Linked DNA regions of Anas platyrhynchos: region 1 is linked to region 2. The links are chromatin contacts, called in public Hi-C maps. All regions are on one chromosome and are shown on one strand. The core of a region is the stretch at or near the end of the contact, and the rest is flanking DNA. Distances in the headings are between cores, read along the strand shown. Region 1 overlaps CAMK1D (calcium/calmodulin dependent protein kinase ID). Region 2 overlaps CAMK1D (calcium/calmodulin dependent protein kinase ID).

Region 1 (4,461 bases), core at 1,333-3,832, 43 kb after region 2:
AGGGATTTCCCCCGTTTCTGTGGCCGGGGTCTTTTTCTGCCAGTCTGACTTTGCAAGGCAGTGGTTCATTTACAGGGCTGCCTGCAAAATTCCCAAATCCACCTCTCTCCCACATGATCTGCAGAGCACAGCAGGTGGCGAAGGCAGTACGTGTCAGTGGATTAAAGAGCAGAAGGAGGGTTGTGCAGTGAAAGCAATGCATGAGCATATCCAGAAAAATGGCTTCGGATCTGCCTTTGTCCTCCCCAATGTGCTCCTGAGCAGAGGTCTCAATGCCTCCTTCCCCCTTGCTCTTGAAAATCTTCCTGTAACATAAATGTCGCTGTTTTGGACCTCTCTGGAGAGAGGTGCTGTGATTCTTGGAGGGTCTGGATCCTGTAGTGATAAACACTGCTCGATCGCCTTTTTGGATCATCGAGGCTGCTCTCCCAGATATCATCTGTTATTTCAGAGTTAGTGGTGAGACCTCATTTTGCCAAACCATTGCTCAAGAAGCATTTTCCACCCGGATTGCTTATGCCAGGAAATAATGAGGCTTTTACTGTTCCTTCTCTCTTTTTAGCCATTATATCTGTTGCAATGGCATCCTTCCCTCCCCTTCCAATGCGGAGGAGGAGGTGGAGAGCTTGATGGTTCTTCTCAGTGGTCAACTATGTCCTTCTCTCAGCCTGGATATAAGCTTCCAGCAAGTCTAGGCTTGAGTTCCTCTGTCTTGTGGCTGTATTTAGTGTCATAGAAGTTGGGGACAAGGGTGCAAGTGTTTAGCCAACAGAGAGGCTACAGTGACTATTATAATGGGGACATCCTATCCCATCTTTTTGTCTAAACACGTATTTTTCAGCATACCTCCCTGTTGCAACCTCACCTTCCATAGTGTTTGCATTGTGTTATCTTCTGCATGTGATCAAAATTAGTGTAAGTGGATAAGTCTCCTGGCTTGGTTGGAGGAGATGATCAGGTAGAGAAGCATAAATGAGGAGGTGGCTCCATGTAGTGACAATTTCTAGCTTTCCCCTTTTACTTCCTCCTGCATAAAACTTTTCCTGCAGTGCCAGATCTTTGGGATCAGCCATAAATTAGGAAGAAATATGTCAAATCATGAATACTTCTAAACACATAGATATAATCTCAATGTGATAAAAATATATATCTATACATAAATTGGCAACCCGGTCATGAGATTTTGTTTGCTTCAATGTATAACATTTGTGAAAATCAAACTGATTCCAAAATATTCCACTGATTTTAGTTACTCAAACAAGTAAATTGATAAGGTTTCCAAGAACTAGATCTTGCAAGATATTGCATTTGTGCCTTTAAGGTTAATAATCTCCTGGAATTTCAGGAAAATGCTCAAGAATAGCCAGCTATTCACATGACTAAATGTTTGTACAGGATCAGACCCTAAAAAAAGTAAATACTTCTTCCTAATGGCCCACTTTTCTGTGCTGTATCTGCTCCCCACATGCCTGCATTTACGTGATGTTTTGCTATTTATAATCAAACGGCCTTGGCAGGAGGACAGTATGTTAAACTTGGAGCTGGCAGAAAAGGAGGCTAATAATTGCAGTGAAGTATGGTAGCAGAAACAGTACAATATGTAAGGCTTGTTGGTATAATGATTACACCGCAGCCTGCACAATCTGTGCATTTATACAGATTTCTCCAGTTTAATATACAGATGACTTATGCTTTCCATTGGAAAAGTGATTTGTTTTATAGCATATCTTTCGCCGAAGTTTGCACTGTTTATGATGTGTTGCAAAGGTGCAATGTTCTATTTCATTGTTCCATTGTGACTTTTCGAAAAGGACATGGAAAATGAAGGTACCAAAAAAGTGGGGTAATTTTGCTGCAGCTTGATACATTTTAATGTTTCCCGAGCTCATATTAATGACAGCAATTAAGTTTATTAAATATATTGCCATGTCAAAACCCACATCCTGTTTAAGGCAGCAGCTCAGGCTGCAGTGATTAAGGGCAAGCAGCAGAAATCCACGGATCTGTTTTTTCCAGCTGTAGGACCACACTGTGCTCCCCATCAGGTCAAGCTGGGTTCTGTGTGCCCCAGGGCTGGCCCCAAATTCAGCCTTGGCCCAGGGGGAAAGAAAAAAGAGTCCTCATAGGGAGAGGAGAAGGCCCAGCAGTTAAGAAGCTGAAGTGGGAGCTGGAAGATGTGCTGTGAACTTATTTGCTTTGTCACGCATTTCCCAAGTGACCTTAAATAGGATTTAGAGCAGTGTGCTGCTGCTGGTTACAGCATTGCAGACAACTGGGGACGTGGAAATTGAAGGGTGTTATATGTATCGCCTCCTTATATTAACTGCATAACTGGAGGGAAGGAGGTTGTGGCACCTAAATTGTTGTGACACCTGTGTTAGTGGATACAAGCGTGGCCTTCACCTTCCCCACTGCTCATGGGGAGGGAGAGCGGATACTTGGGACGTGCCGACATCCATCCCCACCTACGTCAGGAATCGCAAAGCTTTGGCAAGGATCGAACCCCTGCAAATTGTGACCATGACCCTGTGTGTTTATTATGTGCCAGAGAGCACGAGCCAGATAATAATTTCCACCCAGGGAAAGGACATGGTTTACAAAGAGCTCAGTTCTCAGACAATGTTGTTTGAAGTGCGAAAAGGGCTCTCTGAAGGGAACTGCTGATGTTTACAACATTAAATCAAACCCTTGTCGAGTTCATCCCCACACTCTATTTATTTTGGAGCACCACTGATACCGTATGCGTGTGTGTATATTTATACACATGCATGTGTGTATCTGTGCATATATGTGTGTGTGCGTGCATGTATAGAAGAGTTGTGATCCTTCAGCCTTATCCATTCCAGTTAACTCCACGCTTCCTGTCATCATACTCAAGAGTATTTCCAAGCACTGCTTGGCCAGCACGGCGTTTGAGTTGGCTGCCTTCAGTGAGTATGAAGGGTCAGAAAATAATGCTAGATGAAAGACTCTGCTTGCCATCATGGGCAGGGAGGACGCGGCGTGCAACAGACATATGCTTGCAGTATGCTAACAAAGAACCATCTAAAAGGAAACTTACTGTTTTTGTCTTTGTTGGATGTTCCTTTCAAAGCTTAGAAGTGCTATATCTAGATAAATTGCTGTGATAGCTTGGAACCAAAAAAAAAAAAAAAAGCTAACATAAGTTTGAAATAATATCTGATCATTAGATTACATTCCTCTCTTGTACAGGACCATATTTTTATGGTTATTCATGAGCAGAGTCCTTATTAGCTTCAGTGGAAGTATTTGTGATGGACAGTATTCAGATAGTGGACCTTGGTAGCTGATTCTTTGTGCTGAGGCACTCATATATTTGTGACTTGATGGAAGACCAGCTTCAGCACGAAGTTCCCCAAAGAGCAGTCAGGATGTAGCTGCAGAATAGGGTCCCCCAGAGAAAAGTCAGGTCCCAGTTAGGGTCATGAGTCCTTGCTCAGTCCCGGGTGATGGTCAGCATGATAATAGATTGCTTCTGATTGTTCAGATTTATTTAATTTTGTTTTTGTGTAAGTGTGTGGTAGGTAGAAGTAAAATCTTTTAGTGGGCCAACACGTATAGTTGGTAGAAACAATGAAACCTCAGCGCTGACACAGTTAACATCAAAGTGAACTGCAAAGTTAAGAACTATTGCTCAGGGTTTGAGTAGATATGCATCAGTTTGCTTATCTCTGAAAGAGAAGATGGCTGTTTCTCAAGGCAAGTGGAGCAGATTCCTGTAGCAGAATGATATGTGCAGGGGAGGGAGGAAGAAGAAAAAATGCTAAGCTGTTTCTGTCCTAAAAGAAAAAGCAAGACGGCTTATATCTTCTAGATATGGGGAGTTAGAGAAAAGTGGAAGGGAGATTATAACATGCCCTAAAACCAATATCTCTACTAGATTTCATGCGTCAACTTCTCAGCATGGTAACTGAGTTTCATGAATAAACAGATTTAGTACAGATGTGATGACGCTCATGATCCCCACCTCAGGGTGAATTTGTGTGCCCAAAAGCTCATCTGACTTTTCAAACTCTACCAGTTGATTGTATAAAAGATATGACTTCTACCTGCTAACTTCCATCTCTTTCACCTCAGTACTTAAGCCACCACATCTCCAGCAAAACGCGCCAGAGAATGAGTACTAACTTTTCTTCTGGTTTCCTAGAAGTAAAACTATACTCTAAGCACTATAACACTGTGAGTATTTTATAAGATTTATAAGATTGAAGATCCTCCAAGTGCAAAGTACAGTATAAATGCACAGTCCTCATGTTACAGCGTTGCACTGTTAACAGGATAATTCTTCAGAGGCGGCTTGGAGAGCAATCCCACAGCCAGCTTTGGCAGCTGGGGCTATGTTTTGGGCCACACCGTTCAGCATTCCAGCACGTGTTTGAACATCTCCTGCTGAGCTAAACCAGCCCCAGCAGTGCTCTTATTTTCTTCTGATTAAAAACT
Region 2 (4,383 bases), core at 98-2,597:
AACTTTTGGTTTTAATTTTCACATAGCTGTGTTTATAACACATGCAAAAGATGCTAAGGAGCTAGGACTGGCACTTAAGAGTATGACTGTAGCATGAAAAAGGAAGATTAAAGCCTTATTTTTTTTTATATCACAGCTGAAATGGTGAAGTCATGCTTTTACCTGCAGAAATGCCCAGGATGTTATCAGATCTTACACCGGCCAAATGAAGTAGACAGCAAGTAAATGTAAATGGAGTCCCTATGAAATGTCCTGAGCTGTTGTGGTGGCATCTCAGAGCACGTTAGCATCATGCCCATCAGCACAAAGATTTATGTCCCCCAGAGGTGGGATAAGGTCTCAGACTGTGTGAGCTGGCTTGCACCTTGTCTGTGGCTGGCAGAAATGATGCTCTTGGGTCATCTCCTGCCACGAACCTCTCTTGAGAGCAGCAAGGCTGAGCTGGGAGGGCAGTTACAGCTGTAATCTGAAGGTGATGCAGTTTCACAGCTTAGGTTTTCGCTGTTGCTTCAGGGTTGCTCATGAATGGGATTTTATGGGGCAGTTTAAGTATGAAATGTGAGACATGGGGGAATTATATCCTGTATGGTCCCCAGGAGGTAAAGCTTAAGGGAAAACTGCATGGGGCACAGCAAAGAGCAGGAGGCAGCAAGATTTGGGGGGGGCTTTGGGATAGTCCTGTTGGATGCTTTGTGGGCTGTGGGAAATAGGGACTGTGTCCTCACTATTCACTCATTCTGCTTTGGGATGGTGCTTTCAAGGAACTGCCTTTGGGATGCTGCTCCTGAGAGGGGGATTTTCATGGTGCTCTCATGTGGGATGGGCACGAGTGTCACCCAGCACCAGCAGTATCTTCAAGCTGCTGGTCAGACCTTGAGAAGATGACCCAGGTACTTGCTGTAAGGTAGAGAGGAGGCTTTGGATGGTGCTGTATTGGGCTTCTGGATGTGGTTTCTGAAGAGCATCTGAGAGCAGCTGGTGCAGTTTTGCTCTTTTTTTTTTTTTTCTTCCCAGTAAAGATTATTTTTTGTATCAGTTATGGCTTTGTTTTTTCAACCATCAGATTCTCCAGTTTGTCATTAATTCACCTACTGAAACATTTTAGGGAAATAGACAAGGGGACGGTAACACAACCTCCTAAACAATTGAGCACGAACTGTAAGGATTTGCTTATTGGCATTGATTTGCTCTCCTGAAAATAAAATTACCATGGGGAGACTTGTGCTGATTAACGAAGAATTAGCCAGAGACTTTTGTTTTCTCTGTCAAGGCAACTCTGTGAAGTGCTGGAGTAGACAGCAGCCTTGGAGCAATAATGTAGAAGCAGATATTTACAGTCTCTCCCAAGGCCATGGGACAGACCCAGTAAAAAACAGAAGGCCTGGCAGTTGGCCAGCCTGCACTGTTAAGAGGCAGGAGCAAATAGCTACCTTTAAAAATAACAGATATAAAAAATCTTCCCTCTTTTCCTGGAGTCTTCATTGTTAGCTTGAACATGTGTCTGTTTTCATCTGCATGATTAGATTCTTGGAATTCATCTCCATGATAAATTGATGATTTCCATTAGAAACATCTCAATGGCCTGGACTAAATCAGCCACCAGTAAGGCAACAATTGAAGAATTATTAAAATAAGCCCAAGGCACATTTCTTTTCTGCAGGACATTCTGAAAACTCTCTCTCTGGTGTTTTGTGCTCTGACTTTATCTTTCAACAAATGCTTTTCCTGCAGGAGTAGACAGGGCTTATCCTTTCAGAATAAAAAGTCGGTTATTGCATGGAATAAAACCAATAGATTTGCGGCTGTGGCACCTGGTTCGGGTCTGCAGTTCTGAACGGGACTGAGCAAGCACGAGGGGTTGGCAGCATCGTCCTTTTATCTCCGTGCCCAGTTGGTTTCACTCAGTGGATTCCCATCATTTTTGGAGGCTGTCCTTTCTGCTGGCCAGTTTTGCCTGGGGCTTTGTCGGCTGCTGGTGGCACCTCATTCCTCCCATGTCCCATGGGGACACCATGGTCAGGGTCTCCTCGTGGAATTCATGAGGAATAACTGAAGAGCAGAAATAGCTCCTTGGTGGCTCACATGCTCAACTGAGGGTTTGGGGTTTGCTTTTTTTTTTTTTTTTTGCTTTTTTTTTTTTTTTTTTCTAGTATGAGGAATTAAGGCCAGATATGGGTTTTTATTTCTTATCATTATTATTTTATTTTTGTAAGAAAATGTCTCTTTTGTGCATCATAAATCTTCTCTTGGGGCCATGAGAGAGTATTTGTGCTGCCCACCCTCCAACCAAAGCACAGTAAATCAGCAGGTCCTCCTGGCCCCCAACATGCCTTATCTGTGCAAGGGGCACAGCTTGGAAATTCTCTGACAGTGGGAGAAGGCAGCTGGCAAGCTGCAATTAGATGTGGACCTTTAGTCACGAGCACTATTCCTGGCCCATCACGAACACATCCTCTGCCAGGCTTCCTGCATGGAGCTGGGAAAGAATGGGTAACACGAAAAATTGCAATGAATGGGGTAGGTGAGAGGGAAGTCTCATATGGGACAGGGTAGGGTGTGCTCGGCATTGTGGATTGCAGAGGGGTTGGAGCAGTGGGGTTTAGAGCAGTATTTTGCCATAAACTGTTTTTAACAGCTTTGGGTTGATTGTGTGTGCAGGTCATCCTTGCTCACCGTGCCCCATGTCCGCTGTCCCCTCTTTAGAGAAGATTGGTTAAGAGAGTAATCCACTTGCATACGATCTAGGGGTTTCCAAATTCAATTTCTGTTACTCCTGGTTCTTACAATGACATTACAAATGGCTTTGCAGCTCCAGTGGAAACTGAATTTACTGACTAAGGATATAATATTGCTCTAAACAGCCGCATAAGTTTTATTTAGCTGAGGCTGCATCCAAGCTGTAATAATTCAGTTTGGTCTCTACCTCAATATTGGAAAAAAATCAGTCTCCACTGTAGAAAATGGGAATATTTTAATTGAACAGTAGTGAGATAAACATCATGAGATGTAGTAAGGTGTAGGACCGAACAAATGATATTCAGAAGAGAGTGGTAATTGGAGACTCTATATTTTATTTAGTTCATTCAGTATTGAAATATGGATATTTAGTACTGGTCCGTATCTGGACCAGGCATGGCCAGATCATTACTGATGCGGATGTAAGCAAAAATTTTCAGCATGGTAACTCTCTTTTCCAAATGAAAAGCCAGAAATCAGCATCACTGTGTGTGCACTCAGCTCCTAGGCATCATTTCACAGAGGCTGTAAAAGTAGCTGCTGAATATCATTTTTTTGGGGGGAGAAACATCAGAATAAGGAAGAATGAAGTTACCAAAACCTAAAAAGAGGAAGGTTGCTCTAAAGAGCAAATATCTAAGGAGCCTGGAGTCAATGTTTAAAGGGATCCAATGATGGGTTATCAAAAATTATCATTGGAAAGAAACCCAATGTAATTAGCCAGTGCGTGTAATTAACCACTGGACAAAGCAGACAAGGGATTAGCAGTATCATCTAAGTCAAGTCTGGACACTTTGCTAAATGATAGTCTTTTGCCTGGCCAGGAGCTATGGATCTGAGGCAAAAATTGTACTGTCTTTGTTTTGTCTGAGGTCAGATTGAATTATCATAATGGCTTTAAAATCTATGAATCTGTCATATTTGATTTTAAATGAGTGAATCAAAAGACTGCCTTAATGTAGGTATGCACATTCAGGCCAAAGTTGAGTGAATAATTCGGTAATTAATTCGATGAGCACGAAGATAAGAACATGAGCATTGTTTTATTGGGTCATACCAAGGATTCATCTCTTCTAGGATTGCTCCTCAGATGACAAAGGCTTCTGCCTTAAATCCACCACCTGCTAATTCTGCTAGGTCCACATTTCTCATGCATGGTGTGAAATAATTGCTTCTATTTCCCTTTTTCATCCTCTATTCTTTTCATGATTTGGTAGAGCTCTATCGTATCTCTTCTGTCACCTCTTTTCTTTGTTAATTTGACCTCTCTTTTCATGGACATGCTGGCTACTCATTTTTTTTTCTCTGTACTTTCCTGGTTTGACTGTACTTTTCCATGATGAGGCAACCAAAGCATCTTCCAGGCTTTTTTCTAGAAAAGGTCGTCAAAGTGGGATTTATCTGAATGAACACAGAAATGGACACTTCTGTTTGACTTATTCTGAAGTGTGAACCCAGCAGCATCACACCCTAGAAGTGCCTCCTTCTTTGCATTGGCTGAAGGAGCTGAGGGCGATAGCCTCACATATAGGAGCTTATTTTGTAGACATTCTACTTTGGGTGAGATGAAATTTGTCAAAATGTTAAAGGTGTGGGTGAACCGTGGGTGTTTACAGGGAGAAAATATTTTCTCCTTTGCATTCAATT

Evidence for each region. A called contact is a pair of places that touch in the nucleus more often than the background predicts.
Region 1: a Hi-C map of F5 follicle shows a contact between it and region 2, with 2.2 times the contacts expected there. The contact joins two enhancer-like sites. A contact is called at or near these places in 2 of 8 Hi-C or Micro-C datasets (F5 follicle and small yellow follicle).

What each region holds. Positions count from the first base shown.
Region 1 is chr1:6,919,594-6,924,054 of IASCAAS_PekinDuck_T2T, forward strand. All of the region lies in intron 8 of CAMK1D (calcium/calmodulin dependent protein kinase ID), which reads left to right. Among named protein-coding and RNA genes, the nearest start is that of CCDC3, 68 kb to the right of the region's middle. Within about 2 kb of position 2,583, at least 5 of the 8 cell types and tissues checked have an H3K27ac peak or open chromatin away from gene starts, as enhancers often do. A contact at or near this core is called in F5 follicle and small yellow follicle, where this site is marked.
Region 2 is chr1:6,877,999-6,882,381 of IASCAAS_PekinDuck_T2T, forward strand. All of the region lies in intron 3 of CAMK1D (calcium/calmodulin dependent protein kinase ID), which reads left to right. Among named protein-coding and RNA genes, the nearest start is that of CCDC3, 110 kb to the right of the region's middle. Within about 2 kb of position 1,348, at least 4 of the 8 cell types and tissues checked have an H3K27ac peak or open chromatin away from gene starts, as enhancers often do. A contact at or near this core is called in F5 follicle and small yellow follicle, where this site is marked.